Regions from separate parts of the Mus musculus genome. Here regions 1, 3, 4, 5, 6 and 7 are each linked to region 2. A link is a contact called in public Hi-C, HiChIP or PLAC-seq and promoter capture Hi-C data. All regions are on one chromosome and are shown on one strand. The core of a region is the stretch at or near the end of the contact, and the rest is flanking DNA. Distances in the headings are between cores, read along the strand shown.

The links. Promoter capture Hi-C pulls out the DNA fragments that hold promoters and counts their contacts. Hi-C and Micro-C count contacts between places; a contact is called where the count stands out from the background. HiChIP or PLAC-seq counts read pairs in DNA pulled down with a chosen protein or histone mark.
Region 1: a contact with region 2 is called in an H3K4me3 HiChIP or PLAC-seq map of bone marrow-derived macrophages, with 3 times the contacts expected there. The contact joins the enhancer-like site here to the promoter of Actr10 in region 2. A contact is called at or near these places in 12 of 39 promoter capture datasets (the 3T3-L1 cell line, the SN4741 cell line, cranial neural crest and 7 more), 8 of 115 datasets of contacts at active chromatin or transcription factors (astrocytes, bone marrow-derived macrophages, craniofacial prominence and 4 more) and 2 of 9 other capture datasets (adipose tissue and pancreatic islet).
Region 3: a Hi-C map of cortical neurons shows a contact between it and region 2. The contact joins the enhancer-like site here to the promoter of Actr10 in region 2. A contact is called at or near these places in 6 of 39 promoter capture datasets (the 3T3-L1 cell line, the C10 cell line, the HPC-7 cell line and 3 more), 1 of 484 Hi-C or Micro-C datasets (cortical neurons) and 2 of 115 datasets of contacts at active chromatin or transcription factors (bone marrow-derived macrophages and trophoblast stem cells).
Region 4: a contact with region 2 is called in an H3K27ac HiChIP or PLAC-seq map of stem cell-derived neural progenitor cells, with 6 times the contacts expected there. The contact joins the enhancer-like site here to the promoter of Actr10 in region 2. A contact is called at or near these places in 9 of 39 promoter capture datasets (the 3T3-L1 cell line, 3T3-L1-derived adipocytes, the SN4741 cell line and 6 more) and 5 of 115 datasets of contacts at active chromatin or transcription factors (astrocytes, embryonic forebrain, embryonic stem cells and 1 more).
Region 5: a contact with region 2 is called in an H3K4me3 HiChIP or PLAC-seq map of forebrain, with 5 times the contacts expected there. The contact joins the enhancer-like site here to the promoter of Actr10 in region 2. A contact is called at or near these places in 6 of 39 promoter capture datasets (the 3T3-L1 cell line, 3T3-L1-derived adipocytes, liver and 2 more), 1 of 484 Hi-C or Micro-C datasets (cortical neurons), 5 of 115 datasets of contacts at active chromatin or transcription factors (astrocytes, embryonic limb bud, forebrain and 2 more) and 2 of 9 other capture datasets (adipose tissue and pancreatic islet).
Region 6: a contact with region 2 is called in an H3K4me3 HiChIP or PLAC-seq map of bone marrow-derived macrophages, with 3 times the contacts expected there. The contact joins the enhancer-like site here to the promoter of Actr10 in region 2. A contact is called at or near these places in 7 of 39 promoter capture datasets (cranial neural crest, embryonic stem cells, frontonasal cranial neural crest and 4 more), 2 of 484 Hi-C or Micro-C datasets (cortical neurons and uterus), 14 of 115 datasets of contacts at active chromatin or transcription factors (the NIH/3T3 cell line, astrocytes, bone marrow-derived macrophages and 10 more) and 2 of 9 other capture datasets (adipose tissue and pancreatic islet).
Region 7: a contact with region 2 is called in a promoter capture Hi-C map of hippocampal neurons, with 4 times the contacts expected there. The contact joins the enhancer-like site here to the promoter of Actr10 in region 2. A contact is called at or near these places in 8 of 39 promoter capture datasets (the 3T3-L1 cell line, the C10 cell line, the SN4741 cell line and 4 more), 4 of 115 datasets of contacts at active chromatin or transcription factors (astrocytes, bone marrow-derived macrophages, neural tube and 1 more) and 1 of 9 other capture datasets (pancreatic islet).

The regions. Positions count from the first base shown.
Region 1 is chr12:70,250,135-70,252,834 of GRCm38.p6, forward strand. Trim9 (tripartite motif-containing 9) reads right to left here. Exons shown (of 14, transcript NM_001286388.1): 10 at 2,309-2,350; 11 at 1,886-1,909; 12 at 823-1,126. Among named protein-coding and RNA genes, the nearest start is that of Gm38467, 20 kb to the left of the region's middle. Within about 2 kb of position 1,272, at least 53 of the 459 cell types and tissues checked have an H3K27ac peak or open chromatin away from gene starts, as enhancers often do. A contact at or near this core is called in bone marrow-derived macrophages and neutrophils, where this site is marked.
Region 2 is chr12:70,936,582-70,939,316 of GRCm38.p6, forward strand. Actr10 (ARP10 actin-related protein 10) reads left to right here and starts at 1,276. Exons shown (of 13, transcript NM_019785.2): 1 at 1,276-1,450. The coding sequence starts at 1,374.
Region 3 is chr12:69,952,045-69,954,744 of GRCm38.p6, forward strand. It overlaps Atl1 (atlastin GTPase 1), which reads left to right. Exons shown (of 15, transcript NM_178628.5): 10 at 1,396-1,523; 11 at 2,412-2,468. Among named protein-coding and RNA genes, the nearest start is that of Gm52003, 19 kb to the right of the region's middle. Within about 2 kb of position 1,252, at least 2 of the 459 cell types and tissues checked have an H3K27ac peak or open chromatin away from gene starts, as enhancers often do.
Region 4 is chr12:70,292,664-70,295,363 of GRCm38.p6, forward strand. The region is part of intron 1 of Trim9 (tripartite motif-containing 9); the gene reads right to left. Among named protein-coding and RNA genes, the nearest start is that of Trim9, 54 kb to the right of the region's middle. Within about 2 kb of position 1,423, at least 11 of the 459 cell types and tissues checked have an H3K27ac peak or open chromatin away from gene starts, as enhancers often do. A contact at or near this core is called in astrocytes and stem cell-derived neural progenitor cells, where this site is marked.
Region 5 is chr12:70,276,336-70,279,035 of GRCm38.p6, forward strand. All of the region lies in intron 5 of Trim9 (tripartite motif-containing 9), which reads right to left. Among named protein-coding and RNA genes, the nearest start is that of Gm38467, 46 kb to the left of the region's middle. Within about 2 kb of position 1,391, at least 12 of the 459 cell types and tissues checked have an H3K27ac peak or open chromatin away from gene starts, as enhancers often do. A contact at or near this core is called in forebrain, where this site is marked.
Region 6 is chr12:70,217,979-70,220,678 of GRCm38.p6, forward strand. Pygl (liver glycogen phosphorylase) reads right to left here. Exons shown (of 20, transcript NM_133198.2): 3 at 1,611-1,689. Among named protein-coding and RNA genes, the nearest start is that of Pygl, 8.4 kb to the right of the region's middle. Within about 2 kb of position 1,358, at least 73 of the 459 cell types and tissues checked have an H3K27ac peak or open chromatin away from gene starts, as enhancers often do. A contact at or near this core is called in bone marrow-derived macrophages and memory CD8 T cells, where this site is marked.
Region 7 is chr12:70,191,229-70,193,928 of GRCm38.p6, forward strand. Pygl (liver glycogen phosphorylase) reads right to left here. Exons shown (of 20, transcript NM_133198.2): 19 at 2,511-2,577. Among named protein-coding and RNA genes, the nearest start is that of Pygl, 35 kb to the right of the region's middle. Within about 2 kb of position 1,408, at least 51 of the 459 cell types and tissues checked have an H3K27ac peak or open chromatin away from gene starts, as enhancers often do. A contact at or near this core is called in hippocampal neurons and pancreatic islet, where this site is marked.

The DNA.
Region 1 (2,700 bases), core at 22-2,521, 690 kb before region 2:
AGACCAGTGTCATGAAAAGACAGCTTTGGCCCAGAAACAATGAAATACATTTGAAGAGACTGCAAATAAAAAGGGAGATTATATAGGGTATATTAAGTTAAAATTGTCTATATTTTGGTGATAGAGAACATTACTTAAGGAGATAGATACTCTATTCCCTTTCTCAGCAGACTGGCTGTTCTGCTTCTCACAAGAACAAGTGAGTTCTCATATAAAGCTATCCGGACTGGCATCCCTAACACCAAGTTTCGCTAATGGCTTCTATTCTGAGAAGCGGTATTGCTGATAATAACTGTTAGAACAATGGCTTCCATTTCCAGGCACTTCCAACGGGAGACATTTTTGCAAATCTCATCTCATGTAGTCTTCAGACCTCTCCTGCATGGAAACATATTATTATATGAATTTGGAGAATTGACAAACCAGAATTCAGAAAAAAAAAAAAAAAAAGAAGAAGAAGAAGAAGAAGAAGAAGAAGAAGAAGTACCTTGGCCCAAAACACTTTTCTGGTAAGTCCTAGGTCTGGGTTTCCAGATCCTGGGTTGTTTGTCTATAATAGATATGCCCAGGGATTGTCTTTTGTGACCTGGGTGGAATTTAATAATGAAGGGCCAAGCGGAAGGTACACAACTCTATCTCTATGCTACGTGGAAAGCAGTAGAGTGGACTGAGCTAAGAGATTATGCAGCACAGGACTTCCTACTCAATAAAGACTGTGCGTCCCATTCCCTAATGCTGTCTCTATAATAGGCTATTGAACTAGGCTCCTCCTTTTCAACCCAAGCCACCATGAAGAAGGCTTGGCGTGGGGCTGCAGGGTACCTGTTGGTGTGCGAGTTGTTGTGCATGAACCAGCTCCGGTTATTGTCCACATACATTGCCCAAGCTTTGTCGTCCTTCCCTAACATCATATCCTTCATCACATCGATGCGAGCCACGCCAAATGCTGGATCAGGGTGGTTGTCATAGCGATCTATGGTCAGCTCCCAGTAGTGGACGCCTTTGGAGAAGCCGGTTTTCCCCAGCACCACCCGGTCATCGTAGCTACTGCACGTCACTGTCAAGTTGTCATTGGAGAAGATGATGTCGGAGTGGGCCGAGCCGGGGTCAAAAGCAAACCAAGCCACTGGGAACAACAGAAGGGAGGTGAGTTTTTAGTAAAGCCTTGGGATTGTAGCATGCTTCTGGGCACTGTGGCACACAGTGTCGAGTTCTCATGCTGCCATGCAGGAAGGAAGTATTTGGGGCCAGAGTCACCGTGAGTGAGCAGATGGGGCGTGTCCTGGGAGTTGAAACTCTGCACCAGGAACAGACAGAGGACACAAGACCCATTCAGCAGAGGTTACATGGCTCAGACTGCACTTCCAAACCAGCTGATCCGGGACTGAAGTACCATCAAGTCCCTTCATCTGGTGACTGGCAGGATAGTGTGCCAGAGACATAAAGGGTGAGGGATATGCTAGGGTGTCTGTGTGGCCCTGAGGCAGGGAGGCTAGATCTACAATCCTGGATAGAGGAGGGATAAAGCACTGCGTGAAATCAGGAAATACGCTTAGGCAGAAGCACGGGAAACTGCCTCTCGTGAACCAGGTTTCATGTGCAACAGTGACTTGCATGTAGGGCCGGTTGCTTCCTTTATAACTTATCAAAAAGCGTTACTCCTAGAGCTGGCGCGTAATGTACATGGTAGAAGCAGTTTGGACATTGGGTGTAGAGAAGATGAGGTTCTTATACACACAGCTGTGCCCCAACTTCTGCATATTTTCTACAAAGCATAGTCCTTTGTTCTCTGAGGGGTGAGAGTGCTGATGCACTACAGAGCCCCGTAGCCACTTCACATGCACTTCCGCTCTGCTTTTTGTAAGAGAGTAATGGTGTTCCATACCTGCCAACAGCTTTTTAATGTCAACTGTTGTCATTCCGGTGAAAGGCATGGGGGAGAGAAACAGGGAGCGAGATTGACATTGATAAAAAGCATGTTTCCTTTGATAGACTAATACCAACAAGGGATCCATTGGGCACGTTACATACACAACAACAGCAGGCCTGCCTTGTGCCTCCACTGACATTTACCACTCAGAAACAGTGGTTTGCAGTGATGCAGAAGAAAAGGGGATGGGGTTGAAATATAACATAAAAAAAAAAAAGACAGGCTTTTTTTCTAAGAAATTGAAAACAGTTATAGTGGAGTTAGAATGACATTTGGAGAATTTTATTGACATGACAAAAGCCACCATTTATTTTGCAAAGGAAATTGAGCATAGCAGTCACACAGGCAGAAGGTAACAATTACAGTAGGTATACTTGCCTAATTGAGAGTAGGATGCAGATTGTGTCTCAAAATTGCAGCCTATAAAAAGATACTACACATCAAGGCTATGAAGTGACAACTGGGTTGATAAAAATTATTTGCATTTGTTTAGAAAGCACCAATCAAATATAGTCCCCAGAGGCCTGATTCATGAAAAAAGACCAAAAAAACCCAAAAACCAAAGCTCCTTTTATCATTTTCTTTGCTCAGTATAAATTGCTTTTGTGCTCTTTCCAAACACAAAGGTCTTTTCCAAACAAAAACCTTTGTTTAGTCGACTGTAAATGTTGCGGCTTAAATTTTCTTTATCTTCCTGGCTCAGTTTTGTATAGTAACACTTGCAAACTGAGGAGGTCGACTCTTTTAAAGATGAGGACAAATTTGCTCAA
Region 2 (2,735 bases), core at 26-2,525:
CAACCTCTGCAATGCAACTAAGAGCAACAGCAAAGCTTGTTTGGGGAGTTTCTTGGACATCTCTGACAAACTGCTCAAACAGCATCTCCTTGCCCAGTGCTGGGATTTTTGTTAGATGACTGTGAGAAAATGTCTCTTTTGCAGACTGTCTGGACAGTTTTTTCAGTTGGGTCAACATTCTTTGCTTCCAGCCAGCAAGAGAAATAAATCAGGGTTTTTTTTGTTTGTTTGTTTTTTTAATGTACTCTTAAATCTTTCTTTTTAAAAAATACTCCACAAGAGGTTCCATTCAAACATCTGAGATTATTAAGGAATATATTTGTTTTGTGTTCATTCTTTTTTTCTTTCTGCTAAAATAACCACGATATTCTCCTTATTAAATTTTTATTTATTTGTTCTCGATTTCATGTATATGCTTTGATCATATCTTTGCATCTTGCCACCATGACACCTGGTTTCTCCTCTTCTAGAAATCCAATCAATCTCCCCAGCAACAGGCAAGAACTGCTGTCTTAGTAACTATTCTATTTCTGGGAAGAGACAACATGACTAAGACAACTCTTATAAAAGGAATCGTCAATCGGGGACCTGCTTACAGTTTTAGTTAATGATGGGGGGGTGGGGTGGCGGGCAGGCATGGCAATGAAGCAGTAGCTGAGAGCTTTACATCTTAATTGCCAGGCAACAAGGGTCCGGGGTGGGGGTTGGGGGCAGAGGAGGCAGGGAGGAGAGAGCTGCGCCTAGTGTGGGCTTTTTAAACCCCAAAGTCCACTCCCAGTGACACACCTCCTCCAAGGTCAAATCTCCATATCCTTCCAAAACTGTTCCAGTCCTCGGTGACTAAGCATTCAAACAGATGAGCCTAGGCGCGCGGGGGGGGGGGGGGGGGGGGCGTTCGCATGTAAACCACCACAAATACTGCTGTAATTAAGGAGCATTTCCGCCTTCCCAATCCAAGTTTTGAATTTAGATCTTAGGATCCTTTTCTAGAACTGCTTCGGGGAGAGTGAAAGCCAATCTCTTCTGAGCAGACTCTATCTTGTGTGTTCATTGCGGCGACTAAATGTCATGATAAACGACCAACACAGAACTGGAGAATGAGAAAGCGATCTCAAGTTCCTGCCTCCCCTCCTAAGCCGCTAAAAATCCTTACTACGCCGCGCAGGCGCCCCCGGCCGCTGAGCGAGAGGACCCGGGAGGCTCCGCCCCTCTAAGGTGTCCGGCGCGCCTGACCGCCTCGGCCTCCGCGACGTCAGGCCTCTCCTTGGCCAGCCCGGGTCCTCGGCTTTGTGAGGACCCCGCCCCGCCCCCGCGCTGAGGCAGCCCCCCCGCCGGGCGGACCACTTCACCCTCTCTACGTCGGTCTCTCAAAGATGCCGCTCTACGAGGGCCTTGGGAGCGGCGGCGAGAAGACAGCAGTCGTGATCGACCTAGGAGAAGCTTTCACCAAGTGAGTGGCCATGGGCGGCTGTGGGCCCGAGGGACGTGCCGGTGGTCCCGGACTGGCAACCGTCTTTAGGCCCGCTGGGCACCCGGGACCTTCCCCCGGCGATCCCGCGAATGCTAGCTCACATCGTTGCCTTAAGGCAAAGCTCAGTCCACACTCAGTGATGAATGTGTTGTCAGGGAGGACTCTCTTGGGCAATGCGAACCTGTAGGATCTGGTGGCCTGAGTGGGATCTGGACTCCTAGAGAAGCCCAGGAAGCTCGGGGAACGGTGTCCCCCACCCCACCCCCGTCTAAGGTGATCAGGGGCCATCACTTTAACTTTTGACAGCGATGACCCAGATTGTGCTTGCCTCTGGCTGGGTCAGATTGGAAGGAAACCATCGAATTGTAACGCTTGCTGACTCTTTCCACCATAAAACATTTATGGGATGGAGCCCCATTGGTTCTGGAAATAGATTGTTCTCCAGGAGTGTAGGAAATCAGCTATGGAGCCCTGGCACATGAAGACAGGAAGCCGCATAGAAATGAGACGGGAAATTGTTGGTTACCTTATAATACTCTTAGACCCACATTTTGCACTTTAAAAAAGCAGTTTGTAAGCACGGGAGTAGTGGTCCTCGAAGTGGCAGTCAAAGGTAGAGATAGCAAAACACAAATTCACAAGCCTTGGAACATCTGGACAGTATGAGAGGATGCTGGACGGTTTTAAGTTCTTTGGACCATCCATTTAAGAGTCCTTGTATTGGACTCAAGAACAACACAGAATTACATGACATATATGTATATATAAAGTGATGTTGTGTATGAAATACATATTAGGCTCCAGAAAGCTGAGAGTTCCATCATATATACATATTATGTGTTTGAGGTGAAGTTATATATGAAACAGATGTGTGGATTATTTTTGCATATTTTAAACACTTCCTAACCTGTAATAGATGTTAAGCAACTATTAAATAAATGGTCATAAGAACAGACTTAAAAATTGGTCCTTAGAAGCTACAGAATTGGATTAAACATAGTTCTTGATTATCCTCTCCTTCTCTGACTCTCCCATATTCATCTTACTTTTTTAAAAAACATTAATATAATAAGTAGAGATTACTACCTGAAAATAATTATTGTGGCTATACATTGAAAATATAAATTATTATATAGGGATGTGATTGAAGACAGAAGGACATAAAAGTTTTCAAAGGCAGAACTTAAGCTACATCATTACAAAGTCCTTGAGGACTTTGAGGAGCACTGAATATAAGTAACATTGAAGTGAAAATGGAGAGAGA
Region 3 (2,700 bases), core at 2-2,501, 980 kb before region 2:
AAAGTGTGTATTTGGTAACTAGGGTAACTACCACATTGGCCCAGCCCCTGGGTTCCTTTTGCTCTCTTGAGGCAAAACTTCCTGAAGAAATGATGAAAATACAGGGTCAACTTGAGTGTTTGTCCACCTACACATATCTACTGAACACGAACAGAGCCCTCTGCAAACTGATCGGAACTTATCTAAGAATGTACCAAAATTTAAGTAAATTGTGAATTTACTATGGTCATCTAATATCCATAAGAAGTCAGATACTTGTATCTATTATTTTCTGGACCCATAATTAGAATTGTTAGCAATGCTTTTGGGCAAAGCAGAGATGTCTGACACTCTTTTTCAGAGCACATCATGCCAAAATATGCTAGTTGCTTTCTGGTGTAGTAGACTGAGGTATATATTTTTTCCATTCCAATTTCATAAGGAAGAGGTTTGAGTAGAAACTGTATTATACATATACATATATATACATATACATATATATATACATAAATATATATATACTGTTATCTACAGTATTTTTCAATCTAACACTGAATCTATTTTTCTTTTATTGAAAATATATGGTTTTATAAGGAGAAAACTTTATTATATTGATATTTAAGAAGAACATATATTCTAGATATAGTATGCTGATTATTTCACTGGTCACCTTTTAAACATAGTATGCACATTATTCCCTGTATTTAAAATGACTTACAAAGTTTTCCATGTATAGGACTTATCTGACCACCTACATTCTGTAGTTTTACTAGGTCTGTATATTAAGCTTGAACTCGCAGCTTTCTATACTTCTAATGTAGGCACAGGAAACACAGGAGAAGTTGAGACCATTTTTGAAGTCAATGGATTACAAGCCATGAATTACCTGCCCCATACTTTTTTGTTACCAGTGTGGTCTGAGCTTGCTTGATGGTGCATACTTACAAACCCAGAAATTAGGAGAGGGGAAGAGGAGTTAGTTCAAAGCCAGCCTTGGCTACATAAGAAGTTAGAGACCAGCTGAGATACATTCAATCACATCTAAAATACACACCTCTCAACCCCACCCCAAAGAGGTGTGGTAACATACATCTCTAACCTGAGCATTTAGAAGACAGAGATGAGGGGATCCCTGCAAATCATAAACCAACATAGTGAGACCCTGGGGCAGGGCCTGGGTTTGTTAAGGTTCAGGCTGGACCTTAACACCAGGACTCAAATGATTCTGCCCCAGCGCCACAAGTCGTTGGAATTACAGGTGCACATACCACACCCAGCTTCCCCCCCTTTTATGGGGAAGTGAGTGGTGGCATTGCCACTGGGGCCGGGGCAATGCAGGCAGCAAAGAGGGTTATTCTGGAGCATGGAGGATTGGACTGGATTTTTAAAGTAATGGTAAATTTCCTTTAATTGTAGAAATAGATGATGAATTCATCAAAAACTTGAAAATACTGATTCCATGGCTCCTGAGTCCTGAGCGTCTAGATATTAAAGAGATCAATGGGAATAAAATCACCTGCCGAGGCCTGCTGGAGTACTTCAAGGTACCACTCTATTCTAGAGCTCTTGTGAGCACTTCCCCTCACATAAAAATTCCATGGCAAACGTATAAGGTACCCATAAAAAGCTCCTAGAAATTATGACACACCTAAGAGAAATCACCTTGTGAGGAAATAAAATCTTTTTTTGAAGAAGGAACTATACTCAAAATAAATGTTTCAAAGAGTTGAACAAACCTTTATGGGAGTGCTTCTCAGAGTCTCCCTGTGCTGAATTTCACTTTTAAGATTGTCCAAAAGCAACGATATTTTCTTCCTGAAAAAAAGAGTCTTCCAGACTGTTACCTGTAGCATTGGAATTTTTAAGAGTATTACTTTAAATTTGTGTTTATCTCTTGACTTTAGTAAATGCCCTTTGCAAACATGCATATATTTAATGAAGGCATTAGCTTGGTTTGTGAAGTGCTTCAAAATTAAATGTCAATTTTTAAAATTGGGATTTTACCATCTAAAATGTCTTTTTGTACGATCTATTTTCCTTTATCACTTTGAACAATGGCTTTCTCTGAAATTCTGGCCTAACCCTGTAGTCAGACTTAGAGTTTGGATTCATGGCTTCATGAACCCTGAGCAGGTCAGCCCTGGGAGCTCCTGCTGATGGAAGGGCACAGGCCCAGAAAAGGGAAGCTCATCCATTGGAGGAGTTGGAGGAAAGCTGGAAGGGAGAGGAATGGAGCCTTTCTGAGGAAGGGCAGCATTGGCATGTGGGGATGAGTGAGAGAGCGTTTCAGAAGGAGCGAACAACTTTAGCTGAAAAAGCAAAGAAAGAAAGACTACTTCCTGAAAATATTTTTAAGCTGTCAAGACAACCTAAGAGGACAAATGTTGACTAAAACTGCTGGCTTGAGACTTTCCTTGGCTGTTTTGTTTCAGGCATACATAAAGATATACCAAGGTGAAGAATTGCCGCATCCCAAGTCCATGTTACAGGTACGGATTTGCTGGCAGTCATGGTATCTGAAAACATATCTGTCTCTGAAGCCAAGCTTTCCTGCTCATAATCACCTGAAGACCCCTTGCCTAACCACCTATCCATGTGTCTACCAGAACATTCCACAGGCACACAGCAGCTTTACTTAGGTTGAGATTCATTGTTCCAAAGACTTTTCCTCTTTATACTGACCCTGTTTAGAAACAGGCTCATCATGTTCTGGCTGGTGCA
Region 4 (2,700 bases), core at 173-2,672, 640 kb before region 2:
TGATTCCTATTGACAGTTCTTAGCCCAAAGGCTCATTGGTTTGAGGAGTGGGGAGTGAGGGGCAGAAATAATGAAGATGCCCTAGTGCAGGATGAAGAAGGAAGGGTTGGGATCTTGTGTGATGCTCCGGAGCCACAGGCATGGTAACCACAAAGCAAAAAGTCAGGAAGGCATTCCACCTGACCAAGGTCCTCTTCCTTCTCCCAAGTGCACTTACTCTAGTCCATCCCACACCAGCCTCCTAACCAAGACCAAGGTCTACTCTCTTCCTAACGCCTACTGAAGAGGTCAGCTCAGGAACTTTGAGAAATTCCACCAGACCCCTCCACTTCTGGAAGAGAAAGGTCCTAGAGCACATAGGCACCCCTCCCCTCTGGAAGGGAGAGGCTAATTACATTCCTCAGACCACAGGGAATACCCCTGCAGATAAGGAAAGCCCTTGTTACCTCATTCCCTAAGGACCTATCAGTTTAAAAGTCACACTGTTCTGCCAATCACATTGTGCCTAGTGGCTGCTGCTCTATTCTACCCCTGAAAACTGTATAAAAACTGGCCAAGAGAGCTGTCCAAGGTTGCCGCCTCTGCTCTGGGTGCAGGAGGACCTCTTGCTTTTGCACTGATCCCTGGCGTTGTTCACTTGGGGGGTCCCCGGTAAGCTAAGGCTCATCAGAGTCTTACACTACACCACCAAATTGCCTGGCAACGTGTGCACAGGCGAGCACTGCTTCCCAGCCTTGGCGTCTGCTGAGATGCTGATCAGTGGGGCCTGGGTGAAGGTCTACCAGGAGAGGAGGGTCTAGGAAAGCTGTCATGGAGTAGCCTCTCCTCTTCATTTTCTGCCTCTGAGGCAGATCGATATCTTCCAAAGAGGAGGTCAGTGCAGTAAGGATGGAGGGCTGAAGACTCTGGTTTCTGGGTCAGCCTCAAAACTCTCACTCTGTGCTTCCTGTTGGGAAGAACAAACTGCTACTTCAGTTCAGTGCTAAGGCTTCCATTCCTTGAAGCCATTAGCAAGACATTTATATTCAAGATACCTTCTCCCAGCAGGCTGGGCAGACCCTTCTGTCCCTCAGGCGACACAGACCTTTCTCATTCCTCCTCCTTCCGGGGCTTTCTTCACAGTCCAAACCCCATCCATCTCCTCCGCCAGTACAATGCCTCACTTCCCCTTTCAGTAAAGAGACAAAAACCTCAAAATGGTATCTTTTGGTCCTGAATTTTTTTCCTCTTATATTTGTCTTATTAAATATGAAATGGGTCATTTTCTTTAAAATATGCAGGCCAAATGTTGGGTGGGAGCCATATAGGAGGGAGAAAGAAAACAGGATTAGAAGGGGTTAAATTCTGGCCCTGCCCTTTGCTAAGTGGCCCTGAGAAAGCCACTTTTGTCTGAATTACTCCAATGGGGGTTGGGGGTGGGGTGGGGGAAGAGCATTGAAATTATACTTTGTGGTTGGGCTCTTGTGAATACAGGGCAATGCTTAAGGGAACATTCATTATGTCCCATTTCATAGATGCTGCCAACTACTGGCTGTTTAAGGATTATACATAGTTTTGCCTCCTGCATAAAATGAGAATTCTACTTCTTGAGTGTGGGCAATGCATGAGTCACCGTATTTAAAGGCCAGGGCCCTGTAAGTGTAGGTACATCCTTAATAAATGTTGGGTGGTTTTAATCCATGTTTATACTCTCTTCATTCCTGTGCACATAAACACCTGATGATGCAGGATTCAAAGGACAGATTCCTCGAATAAGATCTGCTGGAAAACATCTTTGTTCACCTTTCCTTTGCTGTGTGTCCCAACCTCCAGAGGGCATGGCAGGACAACCAAACGAAAGAGCATAGTGAGTCCACCATTGTGAAGGGGCCATTCATTGCTTTGTGCCGTATCTTAGTGGTGTCATTTGGGAGTAAATTTTCTCTTTAAGAGCCATTTCCAAGATCCCAGGAAATAGAAGAAGAAAGGAGTTCTCCTTTTGAAAACACAACAATAAAATGAGAGGCTGATTCTAAAGGCGAGTTTGGTTTTCACTGTTATCCTTAGAACTCCTGTTTCTCCATCTTCCCCAAGTGAGTGAAAATTTGCTGGACTACAGAGATCTTTTTTTGTCTCCTTAGTAAATGTACTTAGAAATTTGGGAGAAGGAGTCAAATTCATCTGGCTACACACACATTAAACTATCTGATTTCTCACATTTCAACCTTAAAATGTATCATGTCTGTGAAATGTATATTATTATATAAAGTCATAAGGGTTTACTGACTGGCTGCATACTTAGAAGAAGCTATGATGGGGTCTGGGAACAACTCAGTGGGCAAGGTACTTGCTGCACAGGCACACACTCAACATTTCCAGAAAGCCAGGCTCAGTGGCACATGTCTGTAATCTCAGTGCAAGAAAGCCAGAGATAGGAGGAATCCTGAGGCTTGCTGGTCAGCTAGCCTTGCCGAAGTGATGAGCTGCAGGTTATGTGAAAGACCCTGTCTCAAAAGACAAGATGGGATATTACTGAGGAAGTCACATCTGGCCTCTACATACATTTAAGCGTGCACACTGGCATGTACAAGTGTACACACCCACTCAACACAAATAGGTACAAATACCCTCCCTACACAAATCTTTTAAATATTATTTAGTAGCAGACAAAGAGCTCTGTCTTCATTTAGTATCTAATATGTCAGAGCACTAAATGAACCG
Region 5 (2,700 bases), core at 141-2,640, 660 kb before region 2:
TAGCAGGCTGGCATTTGAGTTTAGCAACATGACTTGACTGTTCTCTGTGCTCACATAATCCTAGGCTGATAGTCTTCGAAGAAAGTAGATGCTCAAAACCTATTCTCAGCCATACGGCAGAACCCTGGGCAGACTGCAAAAAGACTCCCAATACTCTATTCCCATGAACCCAGGAAGGAGCTGACATTATCAACTGAGATATCAGAAAAATATTCCTAAAATGATCCCTAATAAAAGTGGCAAACAAAACATAGTATGTCAGTTTTATACAATTAAAGGCAAGGAGCTCAAATGTCACTCACGGTGGTTTGGAAAGAAGGTTGAAATGGTTTTCTCATTAAGGTACAACCGGAAGCATGCCAGATAATTGAGGCATCTGAAGAATCATAAAGTCCAGTGTTCTCTAGACAGAGTTCACCTGCTGAGGGTGACAGACCCAGAAAGGGGCATACTGCTAAGTCCTTAGCTACAGAGGCATTGACCCCAGAGGGTGCATACGAGATAAGCTGCAGCTGCCTGAAGAGAACTCCATGGACGCTCACTGCAGACTATCTTCCTCCACAGCAACAAAGGAACACCTGCAATGTGATCTCAAAACCAGAAAGATGCCAAAAAAATTTTTTGTCAAGAAAAAGGCAGATATTTTCTGCATAAAAAAGTCAGAAGTTTAAATGCATACTTGAATTTACTTAAAATTTTTTTTTAGTTTCTATTGTGTCCACGTAACATCATTAGAAAAACATATTTAATGACATCATTATTTCATAATGGTCAGATTACATTAACACTATTCCAAATGCTATTTAATTTGCATCGTTTGTGCTTGGACTTAGAATGCAGTTTGAGGGGGGACTATTTTTTACTGACAAGCTGTGAAAGGGTAGTTCATCAAGGGGACTGAGGATTCCTTTAGAAAATGAACAAGCTAACCATAGACGAGGGACAGCTGTCCGTGTGCTAACAGATAGATATCCCAAAGGTCGGGGTGGGGGAGGGGGTGTCTCAACTGCAGCCAGTCAACTGATATTGCAGCACAATCTTTGGCTTTTTCTGTATCTGACAGGTAAAAATTATTCAGGCTGAATGGGAGCAGGCTACCACTGAATTGATTAAGCTTAATGAGTACAAAGCAAGACACATAAATTATCACGGCAGAGGGAAAATAATCAGAATCGAATTAAATTAAGACAAAGTGTTAAGAAGAAAATTTTACTCTCACACCAAATGGTCTTTTCTTTTAATGCCTAAAGGATTTTTCTGGATCTTCTATGTGCCAGGTCAGGTGCTGGACTCAGGGTGCTCTACATTTTAGCTGTAGTGTAGCTGGCATTCTCTGCAGTGTGTACAGTCTTGAGCAGTCCACACATACAGCATTCCCTGCTCTTAGCACTGTGTGCACCGATAAGCGAACACGTGACTGCCCTTGGACACGTGGTCTGTGATGCTCAGCTCTCAGACCTCAGTTTCATACCAGCTGCAGGAGCTGCTTGCTCCAGTTTCATGGCCTGGGCTCCACAGGGTCAGGTGGATGGACCAGACTCAGAAGGGCAGCGGATGTGGGAGCAGATTGCTCTGCCAGCCCATCCAAGCATTTCAAAGCCACGAGGCTTCTACCTTCTAATTGTCCCTTCCTCCTGCCCTAGGATCATCAAGGTGGACTGGAATTTCTCCTCTTCCACCAGAAGCCTTAGCACTGCTCTTTTATGATGCAGTCCCTGCTCCACACTACTTGAGACATAACTTTTTAATGCTTTTATCCTGTTGAGAGGATTGGAGACAGTCTGCCTGGGAGGAATTAAGCTGAGGCTCTATATTCTTGCAATAGGTGGTTTAGTGATGTAGGTATCATAAAAAGATTTTTTAAACAGAAATAAATGACTATGCAACACACACACACACACACACACAATTAAATGTATAAAAGGAAATTGGTTATTTCTCAAAGAAGCTACACTGGAAGGTGCTAGTTTTGTGGAACAAGTTGGAAATGACACTAGTGTGTTGTTCTGAAACTACTTCCTGGAGTGGACCCCTGCCCCATGGCTTGTCGTAACATAGCTTCCTGTGCCCCAGTGCCCTTAGCTGTGAGAATGGAGGTGACAATAAAAGCACTGCGATTGGATAATGAATGGTTTGTTTAACATTCCACAATGGCTGCCATTTTTTGTTGCCACAACACGATATTTTAACTTACAACTTACACATCACTTCAGACTTTGGTTAAGGCAGTATCTCAAAGCAATGCCTATCAATAAAAAAATGAGGAAACTTGAGTGACCAAGAGTAGAGGGTCGTGAAAAGATGTAGGAGTGCCTAACACACACATGAGTTCACCAACACACTGACAGCCCTAATGGTATTAAAACTTCTCTGGTTATAGGATTCTCTGCATGATAAGCAGAAACAGGTAGAGGTTTTTTCTAACATGTACAATTTGCAAAGCATCTACTTTTAGGATTTATTTATTGTGTGGGTACTTAAATTAAGAGGTGGAAAATGTAAATAAAGTTCTCCAGCTTAAAAAAAGATTTTACTTTTATTTTTAATTATGTGTACATGCGTGGGTTTGCAATCTGAATGCAGTGTCTACAGAGGCCGGAGGAGGTTAGATCCTCCGGAGCTGGAGTTTCTGGCAGCAGTGACCCACCTGACTGGATCCTAGAAACCAAACCCTGGCCCTCTGCAAGGGCAGCGTGCACT
Region 6 (2,700 bases), core at 108-2,607, 720 kb before region 2:
GAAACAGCAAAGGAGCAAGGTCATGAACGCCAGGTCCAGAGCAGAGTGAACACTGCTAGCCAATACTGAAGAGTCTGGGTTTCACAGAAGAGCAAAGAAGATCAATTCTTGTTCTTAGGTAGGCTTTCCACCAATGCTGCCATCCTCTCGATAGCCCAGGGAAGCCTGGGAAATCCTCAGAAGAGCGCGTCATGGGACGATGGCGAACAGCCTACCTGAAGAACTTACATACCTTACTACTAATAGGGGCACTAAAGCACACAGCCGCCGATGTAGAAAGGCTTTGATGAAATGAAACAGATGTAAGTGACTTTCTAGTAACTTGAGAGCAATGCTTATATATATATATATATATATATATATATATATATATATATATATATATAAGCATCCCCTTTGATGGCTCCCTTTAATCCTACTGCTCCTCTTTAGGAGCCACCAGGATCACTTAACACTTAAACTCTAATTTAGTATTAAACTCTAATTTAGTATTATACTCAATCCATACTCTCCCCTGTGTCTCCCTATATACATAACTCGTAGAAAATTCACCTTTTCTAAGAATATAAATAGCATCGCGTTGCATGGGTTTTATTGGGTTTGTTTTGAGCTTGGTGATCCACACAGCAAGTCTGTCTATTTCAGCATCCTTCTTTAAGGTTAGGCTGCTTTTAATGGGGTTTTAGAAACGGCACCGTGACATGGCGTTCCTGTGGTTTCTCCTGTCGTCTTGCGCACACGCTGCATTGGGTGTTTGCTTTGGAGAAACTCTCCTGAGCACTGGAGATGCTTGGTTATAGGTTAGAATGTTTAATAATCAGGTCAACTTGACAGGATCCAGAAGAGCTCAGGAGACGCATCTCTGGGGATGCCTGTGTGGGATTCTTTGAGTTAATGGAGGTGGAAAAATCACCCTGAATGTGGAGGGTACCACCTCATGGTCTGGGGCCCTCAACTGTGTAAACATTGAAAGCTGGTTGATCATCTACTCTCCTCTGCTTCCTGGCTGTCGATGCACATGACCAGCTCCCGCTACCATGATTTCCACACTGTGCCTTGGAACTCTGAGCAACAACAGAGCCTTCCTTCCTTAAACTGCTCTTGCTGGGTGACTTGTCACAGCATGTAGAGCTAGTATTATACTTTAAGTACTTTCTTCTCTGTTCGCTGGAAAGCCATTATTCAAGTAAAGCCAAGAACTCAGTTTGTCTGAATGTGAAGAGGTATATTAATGACATCACTGCCTGCCAGTCAACCACAATATCAAACTGAAGCCTGCAAGGTAAGAGTAGGGCTTATGGGAGTCGACCAGCCATAAACAAACAGCAGTGATGTAAACGGGTGGCTGTGGAAACCCTTAAGTGAACAGGAAGGAAATGGCTAGCTTTGGGGTTTTAAGCAATGTCTGAAAAGGCTTTGAGCAACACCTCTTTTCTATGTGGCCTGTGATCAGACCACAGGGCAAAGTCAAGAGCAAATGCGTCTACAGTAGGGACATGCTTTCTCCTTCTTCTAAGAAAGCCACTTGGCTCTTCTAAGCACGGTTGTGTATGGCACCCAAAAGGGCATAGATCACCCAGACAAAGTAACCTGCTCCCGCTGTCGCTTACCAGCAAGCCTCCCAAGACCGCCATTGCCAAGGCCGGCATCTTCTTCAATTTCTTCTAACTCTTCCATGTCCAATCCAAGCTGAGGAGAGAGGACAATACTGGATGTGGATACGCACTCAGGCTGTTCCAGAGACAATTCCACTTACTGAGGCACTGGCCAGCTACCAGGGTCATCTCTGTGCTTGATTTGGCCTTGGTTCCCCTGAAGCGGTTCTGGCATTGCATATAAATTGCAGAAGCTAGCAATCATTGGTGCCAGTGGTACAAGATGGAATAGCCAGGCACAGAGAAGCACGAGTCTTTGGGGTCCATTATGGACCATGCCACTTCCTTGACACTGACCCTTAGTCAGGTTGCTAAACCTCCCTTGTAAAAACGTGGAGGCTGGGGCTGGTGAGATGGCTCAGCGGGTAAGAGCACTGACCACTTTTCTGAAGGTCCTGAGTTCAAATCCTAGCAACCACATGGTGGCTTGCAACCACATGGTGGCTCACAGCCATCTTTAATGAGCTCTGACACCCTAGACAGCTACAGTGTACTTATTTATAATAATAAATAAATCTTTTAAAATAATGTGGAGGCTGAAAATACCTACTTAATTTAGGGTTGTGAGTCAAATGAGATTATATGAACAAAGCAACAGCATTAGTTTTGGGCAGAGTCCTATGTTAGCTATTATTTAATCTTAAAAAAAAAGTATGGGGTCATCGAGGTGACTCTCGGTAAGTGAACTTTCTGTTAAACCTGATGACCTAGTTTAATTCCCAAGACAAACATGACAGAAATAGAGAATAGGCTCTCATGTATTGTCCCTCTGATCTCCACATGTGTGCTGATGTGTTTCAGCACTAATGTGTTCATGCTATACATGCAAACACACACACACACACACACACACACACACACACACACACACAGTGTGACTCTTAAATTAAAAGTATATCATGAGATTAAAACTTTAGAAACAGTGCAGTTTCAAGCTGACGGTAACTAGACTGAGTGGCAAGATGGTCAGAAGGTGCAAGGTCAGACTTCTCAGGACAGATTTGAGTTCATCTTCGCAAATCCAGTGTGTTGTCTCTAGTAGAGT
Region 7 (2,700 bases), core at 158-2,657, 750 kb before region 2:
ACACTCCATAGAGGAATGGCAGGAACAAGGGAGGATGGTTTATAAATGAGCTCGCTCTGCTGACAGCCAGCTGGAGCAGACTACACTCTTCAAATTCAGAGTATATTTCTCTTAGGGATGAAAGAGTGCTTTTCATTTTAAGAGAAACTATGAGCATGGTGTGGTGGTGGATGCTTGTAATTCCTGGTCTTCAAGAGGCTAAGGTAAGACAATCTCAAGTTCAAAACCAGCCTGGGCTGTATAGACAGTTAGGGAGAGTGAGAGAGGGCAAGGAAGCAAGCAAGAGAGCCAGAATAATAGCATGGATATGGAGGGGGGTGGCGGAGAGAGAGAGAGAGAGAGAGAGAGAGAGACTATGAATCTGTGGGTGGGAATTCTCTAATTGGTTACCATGTAAGCCATATTCTCCGTGCTTTATTAAAAACGTGGAGAGACCTGAGGCTGCAGGTCTGTTAGAGGACCTGTGTTCAGTTCCCAGCACCTGCCTGGTAGCACAGAACTCTTCGGCCTCCACAGGTACCTGCACACACCCTGCGCATACTTGGCATCCACACCCAGAGACACACATAAATACAATAAAAATAAATCTTAGAGTTAAATGGGACAACCGCTCCTTCAGCTAAAGGTGGAGAAAGAGACTAATCTCACTGTCTGTGGGCAGATGTGAAGAGATTTAACCTATGACTCAAAAAGTTTGAAAACCCGTGAACATTAGCTAACAAAGCAATGGAAAGCTTGCTGGCCCACTTAGTATTTTGGGTTCCCTTTGAAGGCCTGTGCCCCATTAGGTTTGTTCTGAACCCCCACAACCCCACTGGGGTTTCAAAAGAGGGTGAACCAAGGTCTTATTCGCAATCAAAAATATTTCAAAATCCTACATTTTTTTTTTATAAAAGAGTATAAAAATATATTTGGCTTACAGTCTCTCTTTTTTTTTTTAGATCTCTGTGATTTTATTGGAAGTTATTCAAAGTTGTTAAAACATCAGGAAATTTTAACATAAGAATTAAACTACCCTCCTACCATAAGCTATGCCTGAAACAGCATGGCAGCCTCCACTCGGGCTTGGAGATTTCTACATAAACATAAAAACAACGGGAATGGATAGCATGCTCAGTTCCTAGCAGGTCTTGCTTATTAATCGTCAGCAATGCAATTACTGCCAAGAGTCGGAAGCTGCAGTCTGCACTAATGAATCACGCAGGCGTGATTGAACCGCTGTGCTCTCGATGGGATGCTTAATTTAAACGAAAGCCCCGCGGTGTCTGACTGTCCTTGCCCTCGGTCCTTGCCCTCGTTCCTGTTTTCCTTTCCTGTTGTGATTGATTTCTATTTCCCCAGGTAGCTGCCCTCCCTCCTCTGAGTTCCTGGGTCTGTGCGGGCTGAACGGAAGTGGCCAGTGAGCGGATTAGCTCCAGAAACGCCTCTCACAGCTACGGAATTGCACTTAGCTATAGCTCTGTTAGGAGATTCGTCTGACTCAACCAAGAAGAGGAGGGCTGGCTGCAATGCCTTGAAGGATCTCATTAAAAAAACCTCAGAGGGTTGTCTAGGGTGAATGCAGGTGCTAACCTGTGCTTTGATAAAGGAATGGAAAAGAATGTTTGTGAAGGCGCCCTGGAGTCTCAGCTCAGACTCTGGTAACCCCCTCACCCCCAGGCTTTTACAAGACACACCAGAAGAGCCATTTGCCAATGTGTTAACTACAGGTGGAGGCTTATTTACAAAGCTTAAGTTTTTAAGTAACCATATATAAACCTCTCTTCTTTCGGTACATTTATATTCTAATGATCTGGCCTCCCACCACTGGGTCAGAGTCGCTGTGGGGGAAGGGTACGTTGTCATGTGTATTTGGAAACAGCAGCCTTGGTGACTATGATTTGTGGTTCTGGTTGAGAGACCTGGAGTTACAAGCTGCTTAAGGGAAGAAGGGCAGAGCTCAGCACAAAGAGGACCCTCTGAAGCGGGTACCCTGAACTTCTGAGACAGGACTGCTCGTTGGACACAAATCACAGGTGATTTGCTTTTTTAAATTAATACAAGAGTTTACAGTTGGTACAGAAATCTCAAATTCCAACCTCTGGAATAGCCTTCCCAGTGTGTCTTATAAACTAGCCAAAAGACAGATTTTGATCTGAACATCTGGAAAGTTCTCTCACTAGTTTCTATCTCATCTTTTCTTTTCTCTTTTCTTTTCTTTTCTTTTCTTTTTCTTTTTCTTTTCTTCTTTTCTTTTCTTTTCTTTTCTTTTCCTTTTCCTTTCTTTTCTTTTCTTTTCTTTTTCCTTTCCTTTCCTTCTCCTCTCTTCTTCTCTCTGTCTCTCTCTCTCCCTCTCTCTTGGTGTGGTACTGTGGGAGGGGGCTGTCAAACTCAGCCTTGCACAAGCTAGACAAACATTCAACCAAGCTCCCTAGGTTTGATTGGCCACTCGGGCCCTGTTACTTGGATTTCCTTAAAAGGAAACAATTAGCTAACTATAGCAAACTGTTTAAAACCCACCAGACACTTACCATATACAGCTGACTGACTTTTTCTTGACACTTGACATAGGCTTCGTAGTCTGCAAAGACTTTAAATCTGTTTAGGTTTTTTGTCGATGTGAGATTGGAAGAGAAACAGACAGAACACCTTCATTAACAGAGATTCCTTTAACTCTAAAGCGGGTACACATTAACCTAGACCTACTTTAACTTATCTTTT